2 separate regions of the Mus musculus genome follow, and region 1 is linked to region 2. Evidence: chromatin contacts called from public Hi-C data. All regions are on one chromosome and are shown on one strand. Each heading gives the region's core, a stretch centred on a gene start, on an enhancer-like site or on the middle of the called end of the contact. The rest is flanking DNA. Distances are from core to core; before and after follow the strand shown. Region 1 overlaps Ranbp17 (RAN binding protein 17). Region 2 holds the start of Tlx3 (T cell leukemia, homeobox 3).

Region 1 (3,976 bases), core at 452-2,951, 130 kb before region 2:
ATGTGGTTCTGGCCATTGGGAGGTGATGTGGCTACCAACACCATTAGCTGCACGTGTCCTATCCCTCAGTTCAGGGACATCCTGGAAGACAGCAGTCCGTATTTAATGATCCCTTAAGTAGGTCTGCCACCTTTGTTTGTTCCTTTTTTAGAGCTAGCCCTGAATAATTTTGATTTTTTTTTGGTTACTTTTGAGTTATCCTACTGCAAAAAAAAACCCATGGTAATTCATATCATCATATTCAGAGTTTAGAAATTACTTCACCATTCCACTAGGCTACAGAATGAAAATCAAAAATATTTTAAGTGACAGCAATAGACTTCTGAGCCATTTTTTTCCTTGTACCTGAAATTGGGAAGGCTTACTGCTCTTCTCTTGTATCTGACATCAGGTGGCAGGTCCATAAACTCTGTACTTTTTAGGTTGTACGCCCGAAGAATGATGTTTCCAGAGTTCCAGAGAAGGCTTGGAAAATAGTTAAGGTGAGTTGAGTTGGTCACGGTGATGGGCTCAGCCATCTGTATGCCTGTCTCCTGACATTTCAGCTTACTGAGGTGGGGAGCACTGCGTTGACCTGACTCCTTTCTATATGCTCCAGCCTCCTAGTGTATAGGTCCTAGAGCCTAGAGTCAGTACTCACCTCATTAGTGGGACCAACTATAAAGACTGTATGTAGCCACTGTGAAAGCCACCTAGGATTCTTGATTCTCGTATTTCTGAGTCCTAATACCTGAGAGGGTAAGTTTTACTAGACAGTAAAAGGGTACACCTGCGCCAAAATGCATTTCTGGCTGACATCTTCTAGAAGCATGAGGAATACACAAAATGCTTTGCTTCCCAGTTCCTCTCCTCTGCCTTCATCCTCTCACAAACTCTATACAGTCATTTTTTTCCTTTAAAATCTAACCATACTTCCCTATAGGCTTAGTGATAAAAGATTTTGTTATAATACAAAATTATAAGTAAACCTGTAAATGGCTAAAATGCCTCATTCAATCCATGGTCTCAAACATTCCAGCAAGCATTATTCTTTTGCCATAACATTGTTTGTAATTTTTTTCAATGGGTTTGGAAAAACAATACCTAGAATTTTAGCGTGGCTTTATCCATAGAAGACTGTTGTAACAGAAGCTTGGCTTTAGACATGGAGTGAGTTGGCAGCCAGCAAGAGCAAAGCTGTGTCAGGACAAATGTACTCTTCATCTTCTCTGGTTGGCTTTCAGCTGGCTGCACCACAGGAGTCTCTATGAGCTGTGTATCCTGTGACCAATAACTGGTGCACTCCACCCGGGTCCCTCTTGGCTAGGGACAGCCTGTCGGGAGGCATTAGGTTCATGCTGGTGAAGATCCTTAGTCAGTGGCTCCCTGAAGGAAGGAGAGGCAAACAGCCAGATTCTGTTGAACAGGTGGTAGTTAGACTTTAGCTCTGGTTGTGGGGGTGGAAAGGATAGACTCTCCAAATTTACCAGTCTTGCTCATTTTCACGTGACCGATATGTACTTCTCTGCCCAGTAAATGACTGGCTAGAAATGTATCTGGGAAAATCGCTGGCAGCATCTGGACCTCTCTTAACTTTTCCACCTTCGTTTATCAGTCTGGATTTGGGCCCATGTCAGGAATGGAAACCCCACTGGGATGCAAGCAAAAGAGGAAGCGAGTTCTTAGCCATGCATCAGTGGAGGCCCCTACTGGGAGAGGGGATTATCACAAGCAGCAGGCAACCCTGCACCCCAGCCTGCTGAGCTCATGCTCTGCCACAGGATGTGAAGCAAAGGGAATGTGAGGCCAGAGTGCTTGCTCCAAGTTTCCTTATACAATAGGTTATTCAAGCAGATTGGGAATGCTTCTTAAGCGATTTCCTAGATCCATGTCCCCTTAGGAAGGTGGTCACCACAGATGGTGAGTTCAGATAGTCTTGTTGCAGTACAAATTTAACATTCATATGACACTTCCTCACTGGCTTTACTCTGACAGATACTTTCAGGTCTTCTGACCCAGGCAGCAGCTTGCTCTGCCATTGCTACGTAGTTTACAACTTAAACTATGGTTTTAAATTAAATTCTGCCAAAGGATTTCTTTGTTCTAATTTCAATCCTATATTTATTAATTTTGTGTTAAATGCTATGGCAAGGTTAGCTAAGATTAATATAGAGCTTATTCAATATCACTATGGGTACATATTTAATATGCAGCAATGATGTTTGTACCATTAACTTCTTGCTATAATGATACGTTTATTATAATGTTCCTGTTTTAGTCAGCTCCAAATGTCAATGAAATGCTGTATTAGGTCACTCTACTCCACCTCAGTCTGCTACCAACTCCTTCCATTTTAACAGAGTCCTCTTATAGAGAGGACTGAATTGACTACAAGACAGAAATTATGGACATTGCTTTCTTATTTATAATATACAGTTCCATGGCAAAGTTCCAAATCCTTTCCTAAGTAGTACTGGTGGCTTTGTCACATGAGTACTGACTCCATACTCCAGTCAACTTTATGGAACAGGAACCGTCCTGTGTGGGGCGCTGTCTCCATGTGGGTACCATGAGCACAGGTTTTTCAAGTTACAAGTCCGAGCCTTAGCTGATAAGTCAAAGTCACTACAGTAAATTAAGATAGTGCTTTAAAATCCAATTGGGGGTGGGTTATCTTACCAATTTCATTTTATTTGATGTAAGTTTATGAGAATTAGGTGGTTCAAAGAAGGTATGTCACCTGACGGCAGGAGTCTGTGGTTGATTTCCACAGTACTGTGCACAATATGCTAATGCCTTTGAGATGTTATAACATCTTAAGCATCTATAGAGTGCCTACATGTATTAACTCCCTGTAATTTTCTGAAAATTCATTATCCAAAAATCTTAATTCATTATAACAGCTCATATGAAAACCTACAGAACTGGGTTTCTTTTATTCTTGTATTTGCACACAATGAGAGATTCTCATTGTTTCTAATTTGTTTCATGTGGTGCCTCTGAGTACATCTCACAGAGAGCTGTTATTGAATCTCTGTGACTATCATTATATCCATCAACCTCTAGGAACTAACATTCTGGGTTTCCCAGTTCTATAATCTACTTCAGATGTAAGGATTGACATAATTAGCTTCTTGCAACTTATAATCAGAATGCAGCAGACACCCAATTGCAAGCACCAGACTGGGGGTGGGGCAGTGTGCAAATCAGCGTAGGCTTTACTTTACTCTTTGTTAAATCAAAGCCAACTAGCTTGTTGAAGATTTTCTGTTGATTTCCTTTTCTGGTTGTCTAATTTGACTCCTTTGAAAAATTGTATATAAGATTATTGAGGAAAGCCAAAAAATGAAAGGATGATTGAAGCTGTCTACCTGTAAGAGCACAAGTAACATCCCCCATTAGATGAGGTCAGAAGTTGGCCGTGCATTGCACCTCTGAAGTAGTATATTCACGTGCAAATGCTCGTACCTGAATTTTAAAAGAACCCTTGCAATAAAATAACAAGAATTTATTAAAATGATTTTTTTAGGAACATGTATTCTCAAACTGTAATGACAATTTCTGACATTTCTAATAAATTTCATATATTTCATGAGCTGTTTCAGTGTCTGACTGTTAAAATGGGCACTTCTGAGGCAGGTACTGTTTAGATGCAGTAAGAACTGGTGTTGCGCAGGCTGTGCGGAGAGCAGTGGCAGAGGCTCACTCAGCCTGCGTGAGGTGCACCACAGCCGGAAAGGACATGGGGAGAGCTGAATGTTCCGTGTCGTGAAATACCGCAGTCATTGTTTTATTCCTTTACCAAAGACAATTTCTGTGAATAGAGTGTATTAATTGGCTCAATATATACATGAAGATTTTAGAATTAATAATGCAAATTTCAAAGGTTTATTAGTCTTGATGTTATCTTTATGCTCTTAAAATCTCCATGAGTACTGGAGAAATGGCTTAGTACTTAAAGCAATTGCCACACAGCATGAAGAATTTGGAGTCCCCT
Region 2 (4,231 bases), core at 193-2,692:
ACTTACCACCTACCATAAACATATGCTGGGTGTGGGGGTGGGAAGGGAGCCGAGCGATGTGCTGTACCTACTAAGTGTAGGGCTCTATGCTCTTAGCACTCTCAATATCTCTCTCACAGTGCTCGAATACACAGTGCACGCTTTGCCCCATTTTACAAATAAAAACCTAAAGTCTCAAATGAATTTCAAACTTACTGAGCTATAAAGTGGCCCGCCCAAACCTACACACAACTTCTGACCAACATCACAGACATGGCTTGGGGCTTTCATAGTCAGGAAACCAGAGGAAGAGGCCTTGCCGCGAGTGTAGCGCTCAGAGTTTACAGCCAACGACTTTACAATCGGCCGCTAAGAAATGACTCTGGGTCTCACCCAGACCGAGAGAAAGGTGACCACTCCCCATGTGGTGCTGGCCACGGTGTTACCGGGCTAGTGTGGACAGTCCCGAAGGCGACAGCAGATCCTAGGGTGGTCAGCGTCTGGACTGAACTGCAGCCGGTAGGAGCTCGCTGCTCAAATTTCCAAAGGAAATTTCTCCATCTGCTCTAGATGGGAACCGCCCCCTTATGTGCCACTAACGACTGAGGTCCCCAAACCTGCTGCACCTCGGAGGGGTCCCAAACCAGCGACCATGGCCCTAACTATCCCGCAACGAATTTCAAGGGGCTGAATCCCAGTTCCCCACCAGTTGACCTCGGGTCCCTAGTCCAACCGGGCCCGTACGCGTGGGCACCTGCTAGTCACCGCTCAGTCCTCCTGGCTGGGACCAGGAAGCATCTCCAAAGTGCCCGCGACGCCTCGTTGGAAGCCCGGGCGAGGACAAATTCTCCCCACGCGGGTCGGTGTCCTAGGTGGCGTGGAGAACGCTCCGGTGCTCCCCTTGTTCCACGGGTGGACAGCGCCGAGCTTGCACCCCACAATGCTACGCTTTCGTTGCTCCGAAGGAGGGCGAACGGCCCGATAGGCTTCCGCAGATTTCGTAGGACCGTTCTTGGGTTGCATCTCTGCTGTGGCTGAAGATTCATTTTGTTTGGGGTTTACGCAGATGAAAATATTTAGAAGACAACGAAAACCCCCGCGGCAAAAGGCCATTTCCCCAGCAGCGCCTACGGGCGGGTGCGGCGGCGGGAAACGGCCGAGCCCGGAGCGGGGAGCGTCTGCTAATTGCAGCTTCGTTAGATTTCGGGTTTGAGAAGCTGCGGTTCGGGCGCTAATATCCGCCGCCCATTATCCCGGCTAATAAATTTGACCTATTGTTCGTTTGTTAAAATGATGTCACCTTGGAACAGTCCCTAAGCTCCTATTTCCATGAATTAGGCCTTTATTGAAAGCCGGGAGCCAATGAGAGAAGAGAGGCTTGTTGATCGCAGCCAATGGCTGCGGCGGGAGAGGAATTAGCAGCGGAAACTCCAGGTTCGGTTCAAGAAAGATGACACAGAGCCTGTCGGGCCCGCGCACTCTTGGCAAAGTTTCAGTGCGACTGGAGGCGCCGGGCGCTCCATGGCCGCGCCGTAACGGGGACCCAGCAGCCTCCCCGCCCAGCCCAGCCCAGCCCTTCCGCCCGCCCAGGATGGAGGCGCCCGCCAGCGCGCAGACCCCACACCCGCACGAGCCCATCAGCTTCGGCATCGACCAAATCCTCAACAGCCCGGACCAGGACAGCGCGCCCGCCCCGCGGGGCCCCGACGGCGCCAGCTACCTGGGAGGGCCCCCCGGGGGCCGTCCGGGCGCCGCGTACCCGTCTCTGCCCGCCTCCTTTGCGGGCCTCGGCGCGCCCTTCGAGGACGCGGGATCTTACAGTGTCAACCTAAGCTTGGCCCCCGCCGGCGTGATCCGGGTGCCAGCGCACAGGCCGCTCCCTGGGGCCGTGCCGCCGCCTCTGCCTAGCGCGCTGCCCGCTATGCCCTCGGTGCCCACGGTCTCCAGCCTAGGCGGCCTCAATTTCCCCTGGATGGAGAGCAGTCGCCGCTTTGTAAAGGACCGCTTCACAGGTGAGCAGAGCGAACCACCAGGAGCCAGGCCTCGGCTCTCCCGGGGCCAGGGGCGCCGCGCCCTGTGCACCCCACTCCCAGGATCGATTCCAGAGGCCCAGGCGTGGCGGAGGCCTCGGCACCCAGAGCTCGGGGCGGCTATGGGTGGGGGGAGGTTGAAGGTAAATCGGAGAGTTATGGGTCGGGGGAGGGGGGAAAGAAACCAACGTCCCAGGGAAAGGGGGGGGGGCGTCCCTGCCTGGCTTGAAGCTGCGGAGGGGACTCGCGGGACGAGCGAAATAGCGGAGCACTGTGTCCCACGGGGCTCCACGTGTGGCCCGAACGGTGGTAGGGCTGGGCTTCAAGGGGCCTCATGTGTCTCTGCAGCGGCGGCCGCGCTCACGCCCTTCACCGTGACCCGGCGCATTGGCCACCCCTACCAGAACCGGACGCCACCCAAGCGTAAGAAGCCGCGCACGTCCTTTTCCCGGGTGCAGATCTGTGAGCTGGAAAAGCGCTTCCATCGCCAAAAGTACCTGGCCTCGGCCGAGAGGGCGGCGCTCGCAAAGTCCCTCAAAATGACGGACGCGCAGGTCAAGACCTGGTTCCAAAATCGGAGGACCAAGTGGCGGTGAGAGAGGCCCGGCCCGGCCCACCACGCACCTGCCCTGCACCTGCCCCGCCCTGCGCGGCAGTCCAGCATCACGCCCTCTCCTGTGCTAGCTCCTACCCGCGCCCCCTGGACCATGCATCGCCCTTCTTTTACAGATTTGTTGTCCTTTCTTCCCACCGACCTGTATCCCTCTCGCCATCTCTCCCACGCCTCGGCGTCTCCATTTTCAGGCCCATCTCGCCAGTGTTTTGTTTCGCCTCCTTTGCTCGTTTGGGTTCCTCCCACCTGCCCCCCACCACACACACCCCGGGCCTCCCACACTCTCCTCCCTCTCTCATTCTAGCCCACCCACTCGGATTTCGGATTGATGGCCAGGGCTGTTTTAGGGTCCTCTCTCCAACTCTGCTTTTTTCTTTTCCTTTTTTTCTTTTTAATACTATCTTTGCTTCCATCCAACCCGTAAACGACGAAGAAGCTCTATGTTCTAGAGAGGGCTTCAAGATAGTGCCTGGTAGACACCCCGTCAAGTGTCGCCCAGCTGGTGGTGCACAGCCCGCCAGTCCACCCGTGGGCACAAGTGACCCCATTGGCCGCAGGACCAAGTCAGTTATACACTGCCCTGCCGCTCTTATCCCGCAGGGGGTAACAAAACACACACACACACACACACACACACACACACAAAACAAGATTTATTGTTGACAAGGCCACAAAATCCGGGTGTGCAGGTGGACGGGCGGGCAGAGTGCCTTCCCAGCGCCCCCGGGGTGCACAAACAAAACCCAATGGTTCCACCCGTCCTCCTGCCCCGCGGACCTCGGGGCAAGTGTGTGCGGGCCGCAGGCGGCTTCGCCTCGAGGGGCCGGGAGGCTCTGTTCCCGGGAGGGCTGGGGCCCGCTGGTGGCCTAGCAAACCCCAGTGCGTGACGGTGCTGTCCCTCTCCCTCCCCGGGTGCAGGCGGCAGACGGCGGAGGAGCGGGAGGCGGAGCGGCAGCAGGCGAGCCGGCTCATGCTACAGCTGCAACACGACGCCTTCCAGAAGAGCCTCAACGATTCCATCCAGCCCGACCCGCTCTGTCTGCACAACTCGTCGCTCTTTGCTCTGCAGAATCTGCAGCCCTGGGAGGAGGACAGTTCCAAGGTCCCCGCTGTCACCTCTCTGGTGTGAGCCACCGGCGTGCAACGTAGCTACGGATCGCTGCCCCCACCAGGCGGGGCGTCCGGGTCCCCCAGCCGGGCTGGGAAGGGAAGCTGGGCCGAGAAGGGTAGGGCGGCCCGACTCGCGTGGGTCTTGGGGCGCGCCGCACAGCGCCGGCCGCGGAGAGGGGCTGGGCCCAGGTCCTCGCGGCTGCACAATCCAAGCCCCCCGCCCCGCGCCCCGTCCCGCCCCAGGCCCGGGCCTGACAAAGAAGCGCCTTACGTTACTCCGCCCCGCACCCGCACCCCCGGGCTGGGCGCCTGTATTATACTTTGTACTTTTGCCCAAACGTGTAAATAATAAAAGTTTTGGCTTTTTTCTTTAGAAACCGGCCACCTGCTTCCCCTGCGGGGCCGCTGGAGGAGGGGCAACCGACCCGGCGTCTGGGGGAAGCGTGTGGGGCCGGGGGCACCCAGCGTTTAGGCTGGGTGCACGCCTCTCCTTTTCCGT

The links. A called contact is a pair of places that touch in the nucleus more often than the background predicts.
Region 1: a Hi-C map of cerebellum shows a contact between it and region 2, with 1.8 times the contacts expected there. The contact joins the enhancer-like site here to the promoter of Tlx3 in region 2. A contact is called at or near these places in 2 of 484 Hi-C or Micro-C datasets (cerebellar granule neurons and cerebellum), 3 of 115 datasets of contacts at active chromatin or transcription factors (embryonic hindbrain, embryonic stem cells and neural tube) and 3 of 9 other capture datasets (adipose tissue, embryonic stem cells and liver).

Annotation. Positions count from the first base shown.
Region 1 is chr11:33,334,361-33,338,336 of GRCm38.p6, reverse strand. All of the region lies in intron 14 of Ranbp17 (RAN binding protein 17), which reads left to right. Among named protein-coding and RNA genes, the nearest start is that of Tlx3, 130 kb to the right of the region's middle. Within about 2 kb of position 1,701, at least 14 of the 459 cell types and tissues checked have an H3K27ac peak or open chromatin away from gene starts, as enhancers often do. A contact at or near this core is called in cerebellar granule neurons, cerebellum and neural tube, where this site is marked.
Region 2 is chr11:33,200,799-33,205,029 of GRCm38.p6, reverse strand. It overlaps Tlx3 (T cell leukemia, homeobox 3), which reads left to right and starts at 1,442. Exons shown (of 3, transcript NM_019916.2): 1 at 1,442-1,991; 2 at 2,358-2,601; 3 at 3,541-4,231. The coding sequence starts at 1,571. The coding sequence ends at 3,751.